Linked DNA regions of Mus musculus: regions 1 and 2 are each linked to region 3. A link is a contact called in public HiChIP or PLAC-seq data. All regions are on one chromosome and are shown on one strand. Each heading gives the region's core, a stretch centred on a gene start, on an enhancer-like site or on the middle of the called end of the contact. The rest is flanking DNA. Distances are from core to core; before and after follow the strand shown.

What was found. HiChIP or PLAC-seq counts read pairs in DNA pulled down with a chosen protein or histone mark.
Region 1: an HNF4G HiChIP or PLAC-seq map of pancreatic cancer cells shows a contact between it and region 3. The contact joins the promoter of 1700112J16Rik here to the enhancer-like site in region 3. A contact is called at or near these places in 4 of 39 promoter capture datasets (embryonic stem cells and liver), 4 of 115 datasets of contacts at active chromatin or transcription factors (memory CD8 T cells, microglia, pancreatic cancer cells and 1 more) and 2 of 9 other capture datasets (adipose tissue and liver).
Region 2: a contact with region 3 is called in a FOXA1 HiChIP or PLAC-seq map of pancreatic cancer cells. The contact joins two enhancer-like sites. A contact is called at or near these places in 1 of 484 Hi-C or Micro-C datasets (pancreatic cancer cells), 2 of 115 datasets of contacts at active chromatin or transcription factors (microglia and pancreatic cancer cells) and 2 of 9 other capture datasets (adipose tissue and liver).

The regions. Positions count from the first base shown.
Region 1 is chr7:67,220,523-67,224,569 of GRCm38.p6, reverse strand. It overlaps 1700112J16Rik (RIKEN cDNA 1700112J16 gene), which reads left to right and starts at 2,112. Exons shown (of 3, transcript NR_131044.1): 1 at 2,112-2,326. Lysmd4 (LysM, putative peptidoglycan-binding, domain containing 4) reads right to left here and starts at 2,026. Exons shown (of 3, transcript NM_175215.4): 1 at 1,941-2,026; 2 at 679-961. The coding sequence starts at 951.
Region 2 is chr7:67,285,976-67,289,905 of GRCm38.p6, reverse strand. All of the region lies in intron 4 of Mef2a (myocyte enhancer factor 2A), which reads left to right. Among named protein-coding and RNA genes, the nearest start is that of Lysmd4, 65 kb to the right of the region's middle. Within about 2 kb of position 2,260, at least 61 of the 459 cell types and tissues checked have an H3K27ac peak or open chromatin away from gene starts, as enhancers often do. A contact at or near this core is called in pancreatic cancer cells, where this site is marked.
Region 3 is chr7:67,440,986-67,444,997 of GRCm38.p6, reverse strand. No RefSeq gene overlaps it. Among named protein-coding and RNA genes, the nearest start is that of Gm33926, 2.6 kb to the right of the region's middle. Within about 2 kb of position 1,552, at least 205 of the 459 cell types and tissues checked have an H3K27ac peak or open chromatin away from gene starts, as enhancers often do. A contact at or near this core is called in adipose tissue, memory CD8 T cells, microglia and 1 more, where this site is marked.

The DNA of each region.
Region 1 (4,047 bases), core at 863-3,362, 220 kb after region 3:
TGAAAGCTTCTGCCAGTATATAGCATGATTATAGCATGTACTATATAGCATGTATATAGCATGTATACAGCATGTATATAGCATGTATATAGCATGGAGTCAACAGCGGGAAACAGACTGTTTCAATGCGGGAGAAAAGAGCGATTCCAGAAACGCTTTCCAACTTACTTTGCCACTGTTAATCACTCTGAGTGCTAAAAACATAATTAAAGAGAAAGATAAGGTTATACAAACGCACAGCACAGGGGCCAGACCATGCAGTTCTACTAGGGAGAAGAGAGAAAACTCTACTAGTCAGATTAGCTACTGGCAAGCAAAGGTCAGAAAATACAAGTAGTGAGAGAAGCATGCCACAGAAACGTGTGGACTCCGCCTACCATCTCCAGCCCTAAGACCTTAAATCCAGTGTGCTCAGAGGCCACACTGTTTCATAGTGTCCCTGTGGAGGACACAGGACAAGCACACCCTGAACTGAGGTGCCCAACTAACTGACCCTTCCTGAGCCCAGAGTTCTGAATGAAGGGTACCTCCACCAGCTTCCAGCCCTGGCTAGGGAGGACTCTAGTCGCCTATGGGGGTCAGGAAGGTCCTATAGTGACCCCCGCCTATAGTGGACCCCCTCCCCCCCCCCCGTGCCTCTCTCAACCCTGGAGGGCAGAGGGACTGAGGTCAGCTTACTTTGCAGCCATACTGGAGAGCCAGCTTGTTGAGGCTGTCTTCCTGAGCCAGCTCCCGCTGCAGCAGAACCATGGTGCCTGCTCCTGGCCGTTGGCTGCTGTTCTTCTGGTGCTCCTTGCCCCGGGGTCGTAACACCACCTGATGTGACTCTTCCTCAGAGGAGTCCCCAGAGTCCCCGCTGCCATTGTTGAACATGTAAACGTGGCTGTTTGGAGTCCTGCAGACAGCAGCTGGACCTTGGAAGCTCTTGGCTAACACTTCCTTCTGCCTCATTTTCTCTTAACTGAAAATCAGACCTGGAGTTAATTCCACACAAATGCTATTCATTTTCCTCTGGCTTCCTAAAGAGGACTGTCTCGTTAGTAACTTCCTAATATTGCCAATATCAAACAAACAGCATCAGGACAGAAGGACATCCTCACACCTGTCCACCTGATACTGACACAGAATAAGATCATACTTTCCCTAAGTGCTTACTGTGTGCAAAAAAGATTCCCCACCCTTCTTCCCCACCCCCAGCTGTGCTTCCCCTAGCCCACAGAAGAAACCACTGTGTCTCAGCACTGTGTGAGGTGACAACTGTTCTCAGCTCTCTGACACTGAGAATCTTACACTTAGAATCTTTGGACAAAAACCTCATTAGGCATCCCAAGGTGTCTTCAGGGGAAAGGACAGAAGCTGGGAACAACCATAGTTCTCTTATTTTGACCCTGGCTGACGTGACCTAATTGATGAGCAATGGAAAAACCTATCAAATTTCAATTTGTCCGTTTCTCACAGTCATTCTGGACTCATTTCACCCCCACGGTCCCCTTATTGCCACCTGGAGTCAAACGCCAGAGCCACAACCAACCTTTCCCTTCCAAATGGCTGGAATGAGACTCCAGGCATTCCTGGCGGTCCCTTCTGCATGGCCCTTTAAGGGAACAGCCAACCTCAGGTATCTCCCTCTGGTCTCAAATTCTGAGCCCCTGGCACCCGGGGCGGCCAAAAGAGGCCTCAGTTTCCCTCCAATGACAGGTGGGCTGTCATTAAGCAGGAGACAAAACAAATTTCAGACGTCCCCGCCCCTGGGCCTAAACAGGCCCGGCCCCAACTTTCCAAAGAATACACATCCTGCCACTCCCGCAAGCCGGCACCAGCCCTCTGTGGACACAGGCACTGGCCCTGGATTGGCAGCCCTCCACTGAGCCCACAGTGACAGGGCCAGAAGCCCTGGCCCCCCAAGTCAACCCAGCAGACCCTGCTCCAGGTTCGGGTACCTCGCTCCCAGGCTTCACCGCCACCGCGCCCGCCGATTGGCTGCAAAAAGCAGGTCTTCCGGGGGCGGGGACTAAGAGCCAACCAATGACTTCAGAGGAGGGCGGGCCCTGGCAGAGCCGGGAGGTGCTGAGAGGTCAGAATGAGGGCGGGCCCTGATGGGCGGGGCTCCAGCGTGGACCCTGGACTTGTGCTCCTATGTCATTTATCCCAGCTGTTCCCGGTTTCCCCTTCTGAGCCAGGTATCTTGGCCTCCTCGGTGGCCACAGCTTTCTGCTAAGCCTCGGTCTTCTTCCCGGCAGGAGAGACCTTTGACCCATGTGCGTCCTGATCCGTGGCCAGGAGCGTACCCAGTACGGCGGTGCGCCACTCGAGAGGCCTGACCCAGGTAGCCTCAACCTGAATCTTCGACCCAGTATCCTTTGAGGGGCCGAATGGTTGCCAGCCCCTGCCCAGAGATAAACAGAAGTCCAGGGATGTGAAATGTTGCCCTGACAACACAGACCAGAATTGGATAAAGGAGAATATGTATCATCTGGCCAGCCAGAGCGTCCCTGCTATTTGGAAAAGGGCGGAGAACCTGTGGCATTGTTTTGTAACCAAGATTAAAATCCTTAATGGAGTAAGACTCATCCAATGAATAAGGAAGAAACTAAGTGTCGTGGGCAGGCATTACACCAAAGAATGCAGATGGCTGGCCGCTGAACCAAGGTGCTAAGCCTGTCTGGGAATCAACATTGAAACAAGAGCCCAGAAATTCTTCCTATGATTTAGAATAAAACTAAAAGTCTTACTCTAAATGTCTAAGGCCAGGAAAGCACCAGGTCATGGCCCTCTCTGCTAGCCACAGGACTCTTCTTTCTGGCTTTAAACATCTGTTTAAACATTTGTTTACTTTGCCCCCCAACCCAGGAGGTGAGCCTCGCTAATATACCCAGCACATGTGTTTCCCACTGAGGTATTTGTGGTTTGTGACAGTTTACAGGCTTGGATGAGGCTGCCTGAGAAGTATGAACGCTATGTCCCACCTATCAGAGTGGGCCAGGTGCCCAGCCACATGAACAGGTCCACTGATCTGATCCCAAGTTAGTGGAGACCCACCCCATCACCAGAGGTATCCACTCGGATATCCTTCAACCCTTGTCAAACATGTTGTCCCCTCCCAAGTCCAGCCTTCTCCTGGGATAGAGGATGCAAGGTAGCAGGGGCCAACTATTTAGCTTTCTGAATATGGCTCTGAACTCCAGGGCTAAGCAGAACTGCCATGGAATGTCGAAAGTTTTGTCTTTTAATTTTTTATTTCTTTTAAAGAGTCTAAGCCAAGCCCTTCACAAGGGCACTGACCCAGTCCCCTCTTTAAGGCTCCACCTTAAAAGCTCACTTCAGAGGGTAGGGTTTCAACAGGAAGGAAAGGGGACACAAGTCAGTCTATGGCAAGCCTGAATATGAATTCCTTTCGTGGAAAATGAATGTTTATGCTTCTCATTGTAGCCAGCTTTCCCCTCTTACCTCATGAGCTGTGTGTGCTGAACACTCACCAGGGATCATCCCAGCAACATTTGGTCTTCAGACTAGCAGGGATTATATCAGATCCCAGTCTATAGAGGAGAATACTCAAGTGTGAAGACAGCAGTGTGAGGTGTGTGCCTAGATGGCAGCCCCAGCCCCCCCAGACCTACACCACGCCTCCACCTTGACTTGGTTTTCCTTTTATGGAACTGTGGGAATGAGTCTGAGGCACTTTGTCAAAGCAGCTGAAACTGATGGAGCCTGGGCCCTAACAGGAACGTCTAGAGTGCCCAGCCTTATTCTACACAGCGACAAGTTTGTCAGGTGACCTTTAATCCTCCTTGAATTCATTTATATCACAGTCATCCTCAGGGCTGAGGATGGGGAAGTTCCTGGAGACAGGAACCTGTTGGACAGGGTGAGCTGTGTTAAGTGGATGTCAACTGGAGTCACATCCCTTCAGACATCCTTGGGGAGTGCGGTGCCTTCTGGGTTGGACTGTTTTAGAGGTTTCCCACGGGCCATCAAAAGGTTTCTTTTGGCCACTCACTCTCTGCCTGCTGCAAGTCAGGGCTGACTGAAGGTCCTTACTTTAGAATA
Region 2 (3,930 bases), core at 1,011-3,510, 160 kb after region 3:
GTTGGCACTGAGCTATTTCTTGAGCTCTCTGGTCTGATAGATTCATTATTTCACTTGTATTATCTTAGAGTTTTTATTATTTTCCCTAATATACAACTGAGGATATTGAGGCACTGTGATTAATGGAATAAGATGATGATAACTTAAATTCTAAACTGTATGTTTGTGTTTGCATACATGTTTGTGGGTGCACATGAGGATACCAGAGGTTGACATTGGATGTCTTCCTTGATCATTGTTTGTTTTATTTACAGAGGCAAGGTTTCTCACTGAACCTGGAACTTACCAAGTCTAGCTAACCAGCTTGCTATGCAGGTTCCCTAACTCTCCCTTCCCAGCACAAAGATTATAGACTGGGATTATAACCAGCCCACCTTTTAATGGGATTCCTGGAGATATGAACTACTATATTTACACAGCAAGCAGTTTGCCCAGACCTGTCTCCTCAGCCATGAAATGTCACATTTTTAGTTTTAATTTCCTACATTCAAAACACAAAGCAAACTGGAATTAATACAAAAAGAAAGAAAATAGAGAATTACTATAAAATGCACCTGTCGACTAGGAAATCAGAATGGGTTAGAGACAGCTCAGCAGTTAAAGCTGGTCTTTTAGAAGACTGTGGTTTGATTCCCAGCACTCACATGGTGGCTCACAGCTGTCTGTAGCTCCAGTTCTAGGAAATTTGACACATGAATAAATAATAATAGAATCTTTAAGATTAAAAAAAAAAGGTAGTAATAAAATTGACTGTGCCAGGAATACATTATTTAAGAACAGTGGTTCCCAAAATGTGATAACCTGACTTATCAGTACTAAATCACCGTGAACATTTTTAGAACCTAGTGTTTTGTTCCCCAACCAGACCTAAAAGAAAAATCTTAGAGATGAGGTCTAAGAAACTTGGTTTACTTGTTCTAAGTGGAGTTGTAAACCAACAGCTTGAAGTGAGCACACTTTTTTGACAGTGATTTTTTTAGCTTTTTCAAACCTTTTATTCATGAAAATATACCCTGAATTAATTTCAGATACTGAGCAAGTTTGAGTCATATTTTTAAGAAATCTTTTCAAAGTTTAAAATAGTATACCAAATATTGGTGTAAGTTGCCATTATATAAAACATTAAATTTGAATTTGCAATACTGCAGGACCTAGAGAATTTTTTTTGGTTGGTTGATATTTTGATTTTATAATGAACAGTGCCAAAATGCCATTTCACATAAATATGGAATACAAAGTGGCAGAACTATGATAAGGACTATTTCAGAAGCTAGAAATCTTGTCATAATCTTAAGCCAAACTTCATAATACTGTGTGTGTAAATTAATAACTCAAGTAGCAATTCTACACCATTCAGGATCACCCCAAGACACACTAATTTGAGAAATGCTAACTAATAACAGTAGAAAATTTTAATTGTTTTTCCATGAACTACTATGGGTCCATATGCAGAAACCTTGGCATGTGTAATAAGAATACTGCACTTCACAATGGACAGCAGTTTTAAGTGGCAGAAATTTTTCAGGCAGCATTAGTTGGTGTTCCATGGTGTGACGGCATGCCCAGTGCAAAGCGTGAGTTGAGAACGGCTGTGAGCACCCACCCACCTTTAACCTGAGTGCTGGAGATCTGAGCTGCATGCCACATGCTGTGCAGGAAGCAGGTTAGGCTTTGGTTTGGTTTTAAGTGTTTGTTGAGGCAATTTTTAGTCCAGACTAGCTTTAAATTCTCTTTGTAGCAGAGGCTACTCTTGATCCTCCTGTGTCCACCTTCCAAGTACTACAGTTACAGATGTGTGTCGCTATGCCATGTTTGACCTTGAATTAATTTGAAGCTATTGCATGTTCATAAACTTTTTATTGTTGCAAGTTTTTGTAAACCCCAAATTCATTTACTCCATTTGGAGTTGTGACCATAGGTGAGCAAAAACCAAAATTGTTCAGTGGCTCCTGTTTCTGAGTATCATCTGGTCTGGACCATATAGTAATGGAAGACACAATTCCATTTGTATTTTCTGACAGTCTAACACTGTCCTCAAAGAAGCTTTGGGAAGCATTGACACCCCCCATCCACCTCCAGCACCCCATATTATAATGAGAAATGGAACAGACAGGGAGTACTTAAGAGGCTTGCCTAATGTTTTACAGGGCTCCAGTTGGAGCAGCAGGCGAAGGAGAAAATAATGAGGCATCTGAAGACAAGGCAAAGCTCCCTCCACCTCCAGCCCTGCCCTGCCCTGCTCTTTTATTCTTTACAGAGCTTGGAGTAGCAGGGTGATGACTCACAGGGTGAGGCGCACAGTCCTGCGGCCTCCTCCACACGTCCTTGGCACCTTCCTTTTACATTGCAGTCACCATAGTTCTTGCTATTTCAAGTTTACTATTCTTGTTTTGATACCTGTTTGATATTATTGTTCATTATATAGCTGTTGGCTTTTATTTGTGTGCTTTTTAATAAGGAACTATGTGCAGTTCCTTATTAAAATGCAGTCTTTCTCGAGATCATACTTATTCCATGAGAGATTAATGTTAAAACAGAAATGAAAGTGCACTGGAAGAAAACTTAGGGTTTTACTGCTATGAATAGACACCGTGACCAAGACAACTTTTAAAAGGATGACATTTGATTGGGGCTGGCTTACAGGTTCAGAGGTTCAGTCCATTATCATCAAGGTGGGAGTGTGGCAGCATCCAGGCAGATGTGGGGCCAAAGGAACTGAGTTCTACATCTTGTTCCGAAGGCAAACAGGAGAAGACTGACTTCCAGGCAACTAGGACAGATATTAAGGCCCAGGCCCACAGTTACATACCTACTCCCAACAAGGCCACACCTACTAATAGTGCTACTTCCTGGGCCTAGCATATACAAACCGTCACAGTCACTATAGTAGAACTCGCATTTCCATAAGACAGGTTTTTGTGACTGCTGATTAATATCGGTGTGTTCTTTTTATGTTCACATGTATCAAAGAATGAACATTGAAAGTTTTAATCAAGTAAAAATGTTCTGTATTTCTTCTCTGGAAGGTCCTCAGTGCGTTTGTGAAATCTTTGTCAAGATTAGCGCAGGAGCAGAGGAGGCTTGGGAGCCGGTCAGAGGAGCACTTGCTTCAGAGGTGACCTCACCAGCCTTACGGAGAATGCTTAGAGAAGGAAATGGGGTTACAAAGAAAGGAAAGGAAAAAGCGTATTGTAGGTCAAGAGGTGGCTTAGGTGGAAATTAGAAAAATCTAATCGGCACTTTATTTTAAGTTTATATGAGCTAAGTATAGCTGAAGTGTGGTATTAAGAGGGAAGTAACTGAGACCTGAGATACAAACCAGATCCTCCTGACTGTGGAAGGCTTTGTCTTTACTGTGGAGGTTTGGCTAGCCACTAAAAGAGTGGAATAGAATAGGTTTCAGATTGTGGACTTCTCAGGTGATTGTGTTGGAATTGCAAGATTTCTTTAAAAGGGGGTTGCAGAAAAAGATAGAAAAGGTAAAAATATTATATGTAGTATTCTTCATTTTCTTTTTAAAAATTGGATATTTTATTTATTTACATTTCAAATGCTATCCCCTTTCCTGATTTCCTCCCCAGAAAGCCCCTATCCCATCTCCCCATCTCCTGCTTCTATGTAGATGTGCCCCCATATCTACCCACTCCTGCCTCCCCAACCTGGCATTCCCCTATACAGGGCCATCGAACCTTCATGGAACCAAGGGCTTCTTCTCCCATTGATGCCCAACAAGGCCATCCTCTGCTACATATATTGCTGGAGCCATGGGTCCTTCCATGTGTACTCCTTGGTTGGTGGTTTAGAACCTGGGAGCTCTGGTTAGTTGATATTGTTGTTTTTCCTATGAGGTTGAAAACCCTTTCAGCTCCTTCAGTCCTTGCTCTGACTCCTCCATTGGGGACCTGGTGATCAGTTCAATGGTTGGCTGCA
Region 3 (4,012 bases), core at 303-2,802:
CATTTGTGTGTGTGTGTGTGTGTGTGTGTGTGTGTGTGTGTGTTCGTGTGTTCCTTCCCTTTCCTGGAGTGCTCACACCCCTTACCAAGGACAGCTGCCAGAAGCAAGCTTGCCTCTCCCCTCCCTCTCCAGCTCTACCCCTCCCTGGCAGCAGCTGATGCCCCTGCATAGGTCAGAGTTCCCTGGGGCAGCTGGTCCTGGTTGGGACCTGGGAGGCTCGCTCCCTGTGTGGAGAGCCCCAGGGCTGGAATGCCAGCTTGTGAAACCCCAGCCAGCTGACCTTTTGGGATGGTGAAGCCACCTGTGTCTTAGAGGCGGGGGATGGGGGTGGGCTGTGCAGAGAGAGCCAAGGGAGGTGCCAGCTGAATACAGCTCTGTCATTCACCCTGGCTTCTAAGCCACTTCCTTTCCAGGTTTCTCTTCTTCCCTTTCGCATCCTCAGCCCACACCCCACAGCCAGTGGCTAGATAATGAGAGCTGAAGCTCATCCTGTGTTCTACACGTGGGCTTCCCCAGTCTCTGCAGACCCCTCCCATCCTGCTGCTCCTCCATCCCTGAGACTTTCATCTTTCCATCTCAGCCCAGCTTATTGATGGCCTTAGGGCTCTCTGGCCTGCATGACACTCTATCTTCTTAGACTTCACCACTGCCTGGCATTCTATACACACACAGCTATAATATTCTATGTACTATCTAGAATTCAAGGGCCGAGGGGGGCAACTCTAGGCCTGATGCCAAGGGAACGCTCAGGAAGTGTTTGTTGGAAGAAGGCATGAGAAAACAACTCCAGAGAGATCAGGTAACTTGGCTCCATGCCACAGAGCTGGGGAGGAAGGGTGAGCACCCATTGCCTCTGGTTCCTGGGTACCCTGGTGTCTGAAACACCACCTCTGTGCCCCATTCACTGCTCAGACACCCCTCCCTGCCCTCACCTCCACAAGAAATAATCTACCATTGCTGTCAATCACCCCCTAACTCCCACCCAGGCAGTATCACCAAGAGGCATCAGGAAGATCAAGGGACCCCACTAGCCCAATGCATGTTTTTTCTTAACTGCTGAGGAAGAAGATGACCATGTCCCCCATGAGCCACAAGGGAGCCTCCTCCTGTGGGGTGCTTCTGAAACCATGCCTGGCGGCCCATTGAAGATGTGCAGGTGAGCCTGCTGTACCTGTCTTTAGATTTGGAATCTAGGTCACCCTTGGCTGTTCCTCCCTCCTCCCTTAGAAGATAAGCGAGATCTTTCTTAGGGTCTCCTAGCGAGGAGACAACAAGGGCAATGCCCACACCCTGCCTGGGCTGTCAGGAGCACTTCATTTTGGAGCCAATATAATTTATGAGATGCAAATGGATTTAGCATTTTAAAAAGGGGGGAGGACTTGGAAACGGAACAAAGTGCATTTTACACCCTATGCTGAGGCGTGTTTGGGGTTCCATTAATCATCTCAGACTAAAGAGATTTAATCTCCCGGCCAGCCAGGCTGGAGAGAGCCTGCACCTCTCGCCCAGCCCAGGAGGCCAGGCTCGGCACTTCGGGCACTGGATGCCGGCCTGCTCTCTCCGTGCAGGCTTCAGCTGCTGGTGCATCGCCCTTGCTTTCAGCTCTTGTCTGAGTCACACAGGAGATGAAATTACAGAGGTTTCTGCACGGGATGAATCAGTAAGAGCAGGATCAAGCCAAATATTTGGACAAGCCTTGCCCTGCAGGGCGAGGGAGCAGGCTGAAGACCCTGCAGCCAGCATGCACCCTGCCTGCCACAAGCTGGAAGATTGCTTTCTGACAAAGTGCTGCTGTGGGGCTGGCTGTGGCTGGCAAGGGAATTAGCTCAGATCCAGAAAGGCAGGCTGCAGTCAGATTTCCCAGCCAGAGCTGGGGGAAAGAGAGTGTGAGCAGCGTGTGCCTTGGAGCTGTGCTTCACTGTGTTACTAGGCAGAAGGGTCTTGACAGGGCGCAGTCTGCAGGCTGAGGAGCGTGGGCAGGGGAGGAGATGGCTGCCTTTGAGTCACAGTATCTGCCTTCTCTTTCTGGAAGTCTTCGGGTGGCAGGTATGGTACTCACTACCCTTCCTGACTAGACTTGGTGGAAGATAGTGGCTGTGAAACTGAAGCTGGGCAGCTCAGTTCATTGCTAAGACTTCACTACTGTGATGTCTCCCACCAGAGGCCCTTAATTGTTACCTTCCGAGCCTCAAAGTTACTTTTTGAGGCTGTTCAGAACAATAAAACCAGTAATAAAAACTGTTACCTTAAGTCTGTCTGGAATCCTTAAAACAAAACAGGTTTGGAACACTCTCAGGTTTATTAAGGATTTCTCTCCCGTGCAAACAAGCTTCCAGGTCCTCTTCACTGAGGAACACGAACCTCCAACATGAACCTCCTCTTGATGCAGGTGACATGTACTCGTGGACTATGTGACTAGACTTCCCCTACTTGATGCTTCTCCTGAAAACCTCGGAGACTTCCCATTTTCTCATCTTGCAAATGAATAAACAGTCTTGGGAGGTTATGCAATTCTCCAGGGTCACATGGCCAGCAAGGTATACAGCCAGAAACGTAAACCTAGGCAACCAGACACCAGCTGGTAGTCTGCCTCCGGGCACCTCTAACGTTATTTGAACCCAACAGCAAAATAACCAAGGAAACCAATTCAAGCAAAGCCTACAGTTTCCAGCCTTCAGTAAGTGTTCAGACCCAGAAGATGTCAGATTCAGTGATTGCCTTCAGGATCCTGGCCCATTCTCCAAGCTCAGAGAAGGTCTATAAGGGAGATGGTTTCCCCAGACACAATGTGGTCCTCAAGAATTAACCAGGCCGGGCATGGTGGTGTATGCCTTTAATCCCAGCACTTGGGAGGCAGAGGCAGGCAGATTTCTGGGTTCAAGGCCAGCCTGGTCTACAGAGTGAGTTCCAGGACAGCCAGGGCTATACAGAGAAATCCTGTCTTGAAAAACCAAAAAAAAAAAAAAAAAGTATTAACCAGATCCTAACCTGTCTAGGGCAGCCTAGTTCTCCAAAGACAAGACTCAACAAAGATCTTACCTGGCGTCCTCTGGGACAGAAAGATTGCTGAGCCTGCATTACAGAGTAGAGAAGTCTGTTCTGGAGACAGAGAACCTGGGCTTGAAACTTGGTTTTAGACGACATCATCATCATCTATGAGATCAACCTCAACCTTCTTTGTTGCAGGAAGCTACAACTCCATAGGGGGGGGGGGGCGGGGGGAGAGGGGTGAGACATCTGTATATAATTGTCACAGACTGTGTGGGATCTTCTTGCAGCATGGTGCCTGGGCCTCACTGGTGGACATTTGTGATAGGGTGGAGAGTGACTTGACGGCTGTTTGGAGACAGCTTGGTTTAGATGTCTAGTGGTTGGTACCGGGTATTCAACTGTCACCACAGCTATCCAGGTAGTATATATGTATGGCCTCCCTGTGTGGCCTGGGCATCCTCACAGCATGGATGTCTCTAGGCAGTCAAAGTTGTTAAATAATAATTATATTTGTTGTTTAGGGTTGCTAAACAAAGCATCATAAACCGGGTGGCTTACAACCATAGAATGAGGTGTCTCATAGTCACCGGGCTGATGATATCCTTGCATCACTGCTTAGAAGGAGATGAAAACTCCCAGACACACTGTGAACTGTAGCACAATGAAAAGGAAACACTTTCACACATGGACTTACTAAGATTTGGGGTTTACTTGTTACTACAGCAAAGTCTATCCTATCCTGACTATAACAATTATTCCGCACCAGTTTCCACTGAGATATATAACGTTCAGCCTTAGCTACCAACACTCTTTCTACTGGTATTTGTCGAAACCACAAAGCTGAACACCTGCCATCGTCTGTGTCTATAGAACTGAGCATACCTGCCAACATCTGTATCTATGAGGCTGAGCATGCCTGCCAACGTCTGTATCTATGAGGCTGCGCATACCCTCGTGTAGCTGCCAGCTTGCACAGCCCATCTGGCGACTGGTGATGTGTCTCCTTGTCATGTGATGAACC